2 separate regions of the Ovis aries genome follow, and region 1 is linked to region 2. The links are chromatin contacts, called in public Hi-C maps. All regions are on one chromosome and are shown on one strand. The core of a region is the stretch at or near the end of the contact, and the rest is flanking DNA. Distances in the headings are between cores, read along the strand shown. Region 1 has its middle 33 kb from the start of MEP1B. Region 2 overlaps GAREM1 (GRB2 associated regulator of MAPK1 subtype 1).

The links. A called contact is a pair of places that touch in the nucleus more often than the background predicts.
Region 1: a contact with region 2 is called in a Hi-C map of liver, with 7 times the contacts expected there. The contact joins two enhancer-like sites. A contact is called at or near these places in 10 of 16 Hi-C or Micro-C datasets (blood, hypothalamus, liver and 6 more).

The regions. Positions count from the first base shown.
Region 1 is chr23:25,386,890-25,391,266 of ARS-UI_Ramb_v3.0, forward strand. No RefSeq gene overlaps it. Among named protein-coding and RNA genes, the nearest start is that of MEP1B, 33 kb to the left of the region's middle. Within about 2 kb of position 1,887, at least 7 of the 54 cell types and tissues checked have an H3K27ac peak or open chromatin away from gene starts, as enhancers often do. A contact at or near this core is called in liver, where this site is marked.
Region 2 is chr23:25,270,593-25,274,948 of ARS-UI_Ramb_v3.0, forward strand. It overlaps GAREM1 (GRB2 associated regulator of MAPK1 subtype 1), which reads left to right. Exons shown (of 6, transcript XM_027960788.2): 6 at 1-203. Among named protein-coding and RNA genes, the nearest start is that of TRNAW-CCA, 20 kb to the right of the region's middle. Within about 2 kb of position 2,764, at least 1 of the 54 cell types and tissues checked has an H3K27ac peak or open chromatin away from gene starts, as enhancers often do. A contact at or near this core is called in liver, where this site is marked.

The DNA.
Region 1 (4,377 bases), core at 637-3,136, 120 kb after region 2:
AAGGTTTGTGCTGAGAAAACTGAAATAGGCATTCTCTTCCCTTCTGGCTGCCTTCTGCCTGTCTACACTGTGTGCCTCTAGGACCCTCCACACAGTGTGGAATAGTGTATGGGCCTCTATACTATGACCATCTACACTGTGCTGACTGCTGCTAAGTCCACCCCTTCCTTTTCCTGTTTTCCCTTCAGTTCAGCAAACATATATTGAAAACCTACTGTATTCAAGGCATGATGGAAAGCACTGGCTCCTGGCCTTACCAGTATATACTTCATATAATATAATGTAATATAATATATATCCTTTATATAATTTGTTATATAGAACAGATATAAATTTATATGTTTTTATAATCAAAGTAAAAATTTATCATGAGGATTAGGCTCAGAAGTAAACATGTCAGGTAAAACCCACAGAAAATTACCCATGGGAAGTGCTTAAACAGTTTATAAATCCTACATTAAGGGGTACAGAGGAATGAGGGCCCCCTGAGGGAACAGCCAACTCATGCTTGAAACACCTCAAACTCACTGTGGGGCAGCCTGAGGGTGACACGTTAAGTGTGTATGAGATGAGAATTTGCTGTGTATGAGTGTGTACGTGTGTGCCTGTCTTTTTTTCGAGGAAAAGGAAAATCATAAAGATGTGTGCAGTAAGCACTACAAATCACCGTCTTTCTCTTTTGCAGATTTTGATTGCCCCAATACTGGACAATTTTCCACTTCGACCGTATTCCAAGCAACTGGTCTTTCAATGTTCTAACCTTAATGTAGTGGTTCTAGGCTGCCACCTCGTGGCTGCTACACATGTGTTTTAACCAGTCTCTTGCTGCGCCGCTTGTAATTTGATGCCATTCCTAACAGCTTCTGCATTTTCATCACCACTGACTCCACCTGGCTTCAAGGAACAGTGTGTTCCTTACATGACAGATGAAGAGTAAAAATATGTGCTTTCTTATGAAAATAAATTACAATCTTTTACATCTTTCAGGATAAGTATCCCAAGAACTTACTAAAATTATAAAAATTATAATAAAATCTTGGCAGGGTGGTACATTACATTCTGCTGCTGCTGCTTCTAAGTCGCTTCAGTCGTGTCGAACTCTGTGCGACCCCATAGACGGCAGCCCACCAGGCTCCCCCATCCCTGGGATTCTCCAGGCAAGAACACTGGAGTGGGTTGTCATTTTCTTCTGCAATGTATGAAAGTGAAAAGTGAAAGTGAAGTCGCTCAGTCATATCTGACCCTCAGCAACCCCACAGACTGCAGCCTTCCAGGCACATTACAGACTAGACATCATTATGGTTTTCTCCCAAATTACATGTAATCTTTATTTTAAAACCCCAGTATCCCACAAGCAACAACAAATTCCTTTCATGAGCATTTATTGAGCACCTATTAGCCACTATGTGAAGGAGCCGCCAGCCTTGTAAGGAGGGAGACATGACAGACAACTGCTGTGTTGCCATCTTCTTACCCTGAGGATGTCCACTGGGGGCCTGGAAAGAGCACTCAAGTCCCCCCTGAAGGAGTCAGTGATGTCTTCACAGAAGAGTTTAGGCTGAGGCTTAAGTCAGAGGTCAAGGGGCCAAAGTCAGGGGGATGAAGGTTTATTGATATATCTGCTTCCTTGGTGACTCAGATGGTAAAGAATCTGTCTGAAATGCAGGAGATCTGGGATCGATCCCTGGATCAGGGAGAGGGGAGAGCAGCACCGTGAGGTGGGAAAGCAAACACAACACCGTCTTGGGACTCAATTCCCAGCTTCACTAGCCCAGGCAGCATGCTAGGATCTAGCTTTTAAAGAGACCCGTTTAAACATTCTTAGGGGAACCAACACCAAGCTGGACCCTGTGGGGCCCTCCCAGATACAAAAGTCTTTGTGTCTCCTGTTTGATTTTGTGGGGAAAACATTGCAGCCTCTGAGACCGTCCCTGAGTTCCAAAGGGCAGATTCAAACAGTTACTAATTAGTGGAGTGAGGAAATGCAGAAACAAAGGAAAGGCAGTCAAGAAACTGTGTGCGTGCACATGTACGCATGCACGTGTACTGTCATGTCCAACTCTGTGGGACCCTATGGACAGCCAAGCAGGTGGGCCAAATCCCAAACCAAACAAATCAGAATCTCAGGATGATGGGATAAGGGCATAGTTGTTTTTCCAGTTTCCCAGTGCTTCTGTTGGTCAGACAGTGTTGCAAACCACTGGTCTAGTTGGGAAAGAATCTTATACAAATTAACATAATGCTCTGATAACAAATCTCTATTGACATAATAAATGCTTCTCGGGGAATAAGTAGAAAATAAGCTTCATGAAGGCAGAGATCTTTGATTTATTGATATATCTGCTTCCTTGGTGACTCAGATGGTAAAGAATCTGTCTGCAATGCAGGAGATCTGGGTTCGATCCCTGGATCAGGAAGATCCCCTGGAGAAGGGAATGTCAACCCACTCCAGTTATTCTTGCTTGGAGAATTCCATGGACAGAGGAGCCTGGTGGGCTGCAGTCCATGTGATCACAGAGTCAGACACAACTGAATTACTAACAACAACAAAGATCTCAAGCACTAGAAAATATATAACATAGCAAATCAACCCATATTGCTGAACTATAACTTTTAAAATGAATAAATAGAATAAAATAGAATTTCAATGAATTTTTAACAAATGAATAAATAGATGAGGTATGGGAAAGGTATTCAAAGCAGAAATACTAAGAGACATGTGAATAAGTGTAGAGTAAGTGGAAAGAATTTCAGCTGACTAAAAGTAGGTTGTAGATTACAAAATGGACACTAGTGGAAAATGGTATTGATCTCTAGATTAAGGAAGTTGTTTTATCTACTGTGTGCAGAAATCGGTAAATGAGAGCAAAACACTACTAAATTTGTAATTTTCAAAAATAACCCTCAGTTTCTAAGGTTATCAAACATTTCTATTTATGTACCAGCATTCCTATAAAAAAGATACCTGCACTCATTTTTATAGTGAAAGAAAGATAAGGTTAATTACCTTGTGTTCAAAACTCGGTTAAGAGTTGGACAAAAGAAGCAAGACTGGAAGGTTGCCTGTATTTTACTACAGAAACACAAGATACAAAGAAAGATTCGGTTGGAGATTTAATATTAGAAGATGGTAAGAATATATAATATTGTTGGGAATAAATATCTCTTAAAGCAGATTAAATTATTAATAATAAGCAGTAGTAGTAGTAAGAATTCTTAATTGAATGTCTTTAACAGATTGGAAAGAATTTCTTTAAAGGAAAATTTGTCTTTGGAGGAAGACTCATGAATTAGTGGACAAAAAATTCAAATTTCAACAAGTTTAAAGGAAGGTAGTGTGATCCCCAGGCCAGAGACTTTAAAAAGAAAATGGTGGTTCCTGGAAAGGGTATTCTATTAATAATAATGTAAACATAAACTGATCCCATTGAGGAAGGGAAGGTAGAAATACTTAAAATCAAACTGCATGTTAGAAAGACACCAAAAATTTTAAATGGAATCAGTCTTGTAAATGGGATGTGTGCGCATGCGTGCATGCTCAACTCTGTCATGTCCAACTCTTTGAGATTCCACAGACTGTAGGCTGCCAGGCTCCTCCATCCAGGGGATTCTCCAGGCAAGAATACTGGAGTGCGTGGCCATTTTCTCCTCCAGGGGCTCTTCCCAACCCAGCGATCAAACCTGCATCTTCTGCGTCTCCTGCATTGGCAGGCAGGTTCTTTACCACTGAGCCACCTGGAAAGTCCAGGTTAGTAATTACTTTCCTTTAAATGCCTTTATATACAGAATAAATAGCAGTGATGGCCTAAACCTGTCAAGAATCATTTCAAGGTTAGTGCACAGGATATCTAGAAGTCTTGAAAAATTCTGAAGATTAAAAAAAATTTTTTTTGAGATATCTTTTTTAAAAGAGGGAAAAAACAGAGATAGGTTTTATTTGGGGGAGAATGTACAATTTATTCCAGTGGTTCTTAAACTTTGGGTACATGAGAATTGAGCTTCTGTGGTGGCTCAGACGGTAAAGAATCTGCCTGCAATGCAGGAGAACAGGGTTCGATACCTGAAGCTGACAGATTGCTGACCCCATTCACAGAGTTCTGGACCAAAGGCCTGGGGCACGGCCTATGATTTTTTTCTAACAGATTCCCAAATAATGCCTATGCCTCCAGTCAGGCACCTCACTCTTGAGACACTCTCTGGTTTAGTCCATGTCTTGCTTTGGCTTCCACAGGAAGTAGATCCTGAGAAAACGATTCAGTGTAAGTTGTGTAATTGGAGGGACTGTAGGGAAAACAGGCAATGAGTGTTCTAGGAGCTTTTAGCAGAACCTGGCCAGTATGGGACCCTCAGGACTGCCTTGAACAAATAAGGTGAGAA
Region 2 (4,356 bases), core at 1,514-4,013:
CGAAGAATTCTGTAACCATCTTTACCGTTTCTTGGCTTGGAACCTGGGATTAACTACCAGTTAACAGTTGCACTGTTTCCAGAGCATTATCTATGGGCCCAATGTGTACCTCAAGAGAAACATGGTTATGTTGTGTCTAAAAGAAATTTGTCATTGATTTCAGTGGTTCTGAAATGTCTATAAATAAATAAATTTTAAAAGTTGTTCTTCTGGCATTGGTTCCTTAGTGAGTTGGACCCAGTGTATGGCTTTCTGAAGACTCTCTTTCCCATCCTCATGAAGCAGAAGGGAGCTTGTCTGAAGAGATTCTGAAGATTGCAAGTCCACTCCATATTGACAAGAGATTGAAGACTGGCTATCATATCATAAATGGAAGAAGCTGGGAACCAGGTAACCCAATGGCGTGCCAAGAGAATGTAGTACCTGTGCGATCAGGAGATACGGGAGAAAAGACAAATACAGATGAACTGGTGAGCCTTAAAAGATAGTAGGGAACTTCCCTGGCAGTCCAGAGGTTAAGACACTGTTCTTCTACTGCAGGGGGCTTGGCTTCAACCCCTAGGTCAGGGAACTAAGGAATCCCACATATATAACTGAATCATTTTGCTGTATAGCAGAAATTAACACAACATTGTAAATTGACTCGAATAAAATAAATTTAAAAATTTTTTAAAAGAACTATATTGGGTTAAAATCAGATATCCTCCAAATCCTACCTATCTGAGGTTAGAAGAAGCCAAATCACTGAAAACAGGGAGTAGGCGCTGGGAAATTCTTATTTCACTGAAACGAGTTTTCCCAGAAGCAGTCCCCTCCCCATCTCAGCCCTTCCATGCTTAGCTACTCACACGTGTCCTTCAGGATTTACCAAGTAACATCCCCCAAGCTGACTTGGTCTCAGGTCTCTGTGCTGACATAGCCTTCTGCCTACCCTTTTGAGCTATCAGTCTTTGGTACGAAGGCTTATGTCTTCGTTGTCATATCTTCAAAAGTAATGCTACTTGAGGTTCTACCGAATGATGGCATGATGCCATTGCGTTCCTGACGGCGGCCAGTCTTCATACCATCAAGATCGAGACCCTGGAGCTACATAATAACAATGAAGTAAAGTCAAAAGAATGACAAATGAAACCTGTGGTCGTCATAAAATCTCTAAGACTAAAAGAGGGTAAGATAAGGACCTATTTAGAGATTCCAGATCGAGTTTGTATCACTTGCCAAAGAAAAATTTTTTTCTTCTAACAGTTTGATGAAGGCAGTGCATTCAGTTCTTTAATGGATGTCAAGTGAACTAGGAAAGATCAGCGTGTTTCCGTGGGTTGATTTGACTGTTGGATCTGAAAGACACAGGCCATTGAAGACTTGGATGAATGACCTAAGCTCCTACGTGACCTCAGGACCAGAAGCATGATGGGTAAAGATAAAAACCAGTTTGTGTTCTCGGAAGCACAGCTGGTGAGGAGCAGCCATGGGCAGACCACAGAGATCTAGAGCCAGAGAGAACCTTGGAAATGAGCTGGTCCAATCTCCTAGCTTTGTTGGAATGAAAGCCATGGAGGGTAAATGACCTCCCTGAGATCACATATGGTTTGTGACAGAACCAGAGCTGGAAATAAAATCCATTTTATAACCATTCCCGGGGCTTCCCAGGTGGCACTAGTGGTTACAAACAAAAAAACCGCCTGCCAATGCAGGAGACATAAGAGATGCGGGTTCGATCCTGGGTCAGGAAGATCCCTTGGAGGAGGGCATGGCAACCCACTCCACTATTCTTGCCTGGAAATTTCCATGAACAGAGGAGCCTGGTGGGCTATAGTCCGTGGGGTCGCAAAGAGTCAGACATGACTGAGTGACTTAGCACGCATGCTCTCATTCCACTACAACCTTATCTCTCAATTTCCTTCATTTTTAACATAAAAATAACATTTCATGGGTTTCTTGAAAGCACATGGAATGCCCTACCCTAGTCCTCCAACTTCTCTTTCTTCTAAGGCTAAAAATAGGAAATGATACTGAGTTGATGTTCCCTCCAGTTTTGTTTGGTAACAGAAGAAACATCTCCTGCTTGTAAAATGGAGGCTCTGAGTGTGTCTCCTGCTTTCTGATCAAAAACTCTGACTCAGTGGAGATCCTGAGACAGGTATAAGATGAAAAAATGTTTTAAAAACCCAGACTTAAATGTCCACCAAGAGGTGAATGGATAAAGAAGATGTGGAATATATGTACAATTGAATATCACTCAGCCTTAACAAAGAATGAAATAATGCCGTTGGCAGCCACCCGGATGGACCTAGATCATCATACTAAGTGGAGTCAGTCAGAGGAAGACAATTATCATATGATATCACTTATACATGGAATCTAACACAGACTCAAAGACATAGAAAACAAATTCAGTGGTTACCAAAGGAGAAAGGAAGTGGAGGAATAAGTGGGGATTAACAGATGCACACTACTCTATATAAGATAAATAACAAGGATCTACTGTGTAGCATAGAGAATTGTATTCAATATCTTGTAATAATGTTTAATGGAAAAGAATCTAAGAACATGCGTATATATAATGTATATACGTAACAGTGAGTCACTTTTCTGTACACCCGAAACACTGAAATTCCACTATACTTCAATTTTAAAATGTCCTCCCCCCAAAAATCTACACATGGCATACACACCTTTTATGTCACTGTACCCGAGGAAGCGCCTAGGAAGAGTACAAACTGGGGAACCTTGTGAAAGAGGCAGCTGTAGTACTAACCGTGGCCACAAGGTGTCAGGCTTTTCCAACCAGCCAATAACTGCTCAAGGATAACTCCAGTCAGCCTTGCTGCTAAGTCGCTTCAGTCGTGTCCGACTCTGTGCGACCCCATAGACAGCAGCCCACCAGGCTTCTCCGTCCCTGGGATTCTCCAGGCAAGAACACTGGAGTGGGTTGCCATTTCCTTCTCCAATGCATGAAAGTGAAAAGTGAAAGTGAAGTCGCTCAGTCGTGTCCGACCCTCAGCGACACCCATGGACTTGCGGCCTTCCAGGCTCCTCCATCCATGGGATTTTCCAGGCAAGAGGACTGGAGTGGGGTGCCTTAGTACAGAGTAAAATTTTAAAACTCGCCTCACTGATGGTGGTCTCTATATTCCCATCACTTTTCCACTTTCCTTAGTTAGCCAAAGGCATTCGAATCCTGAAGTTATATAAGTAGAAAGAAATGGCTCATAAAAGATGAGGGATTTGAAAATGGGGGCGCTGTGCAGTTTCAAATTTAAGCCACATTTCCACAGAGGAATTTGCAAAGTGCAAAACTGACCTGTCAGCTTTTTTTTTTTTTTTTTTTTTTCCTGCTCCTTCTTGCAGTCTTTGGAATTTTGACAGTGAATGGGGCAAATCAGAAGCTTTTGCATAAAGGAAATTTTAGTTCGTTTTTCCCCCCACTGATTGGTTTTGAGCAACAAAAACCCTCAACCAAAAACAAAAGCTGTCAAGTCGATTCTCAAGTGAAGATTGAGAAAGTATATCTCGTCCAGTCCTCTTTCACATTAACAACCAAACCATGATCCAACCTAACTGATCCTGAAGAACAAAGGAAAGATGAATTCTAACAAAGAATATCAGACCTCAGTTTGGGCATAAACATGTTTATGCTTCATTCTTTGCTTTTTACTACTGTCAGTTTAGCACAGTTATTAATAAAATAAAGGAAGTCTCTTTTTCAACTTTTAAGGAGTTGACTGATTTTACAAATTCAGTGAGCTACCAATAATTTCAGATGTAGTTTTAAGTTGCCATCTTGAAAAAAGTATAATTGCCAATTAAGGTTTTCCTATAATCATGCTTACCTGTTTCTATCACGTTTCAATGCTTTTTGAATCCCATGGGGAAATGGGACTTTCCTTCACTTTGTAAAATGATTGGCTATCCTGGTCCCATGTTTCTGTCCCGGTTACCCTGTCCTACACACAAGGACCCTTCTTTTGGTTCCTGGTCTATGCAAAAGCTGTACATATGCTGGTTCTGCGTTCGTATCCTACTCCCCTCCCCCACCCCACAGTTTGAAAAGTCAGCAATGAAAATTATCACTGAAGCAAAACCTGAAACCAGGATAGCCAACCATTTCACACGGTGAGGAGCAATGTTTGTGTGACCTAGCTTCCGCTCTTGGTACAATCCCATTTTTTCCCAAGAAACTCACTCTTCACTGAAATCTGATTAAAAACACAGGTGAGCATGGTACACGTTGTGTACGCCAGTTATCTGGGGCACATTTTGAAGAAGTCAGATTTCCCTTTATTAATCAGCCTGGATGATAGAAAGATATGGGAGTTATTTGTGTCAGCAGAAGGAAGAGGCAGCCCACCCAGA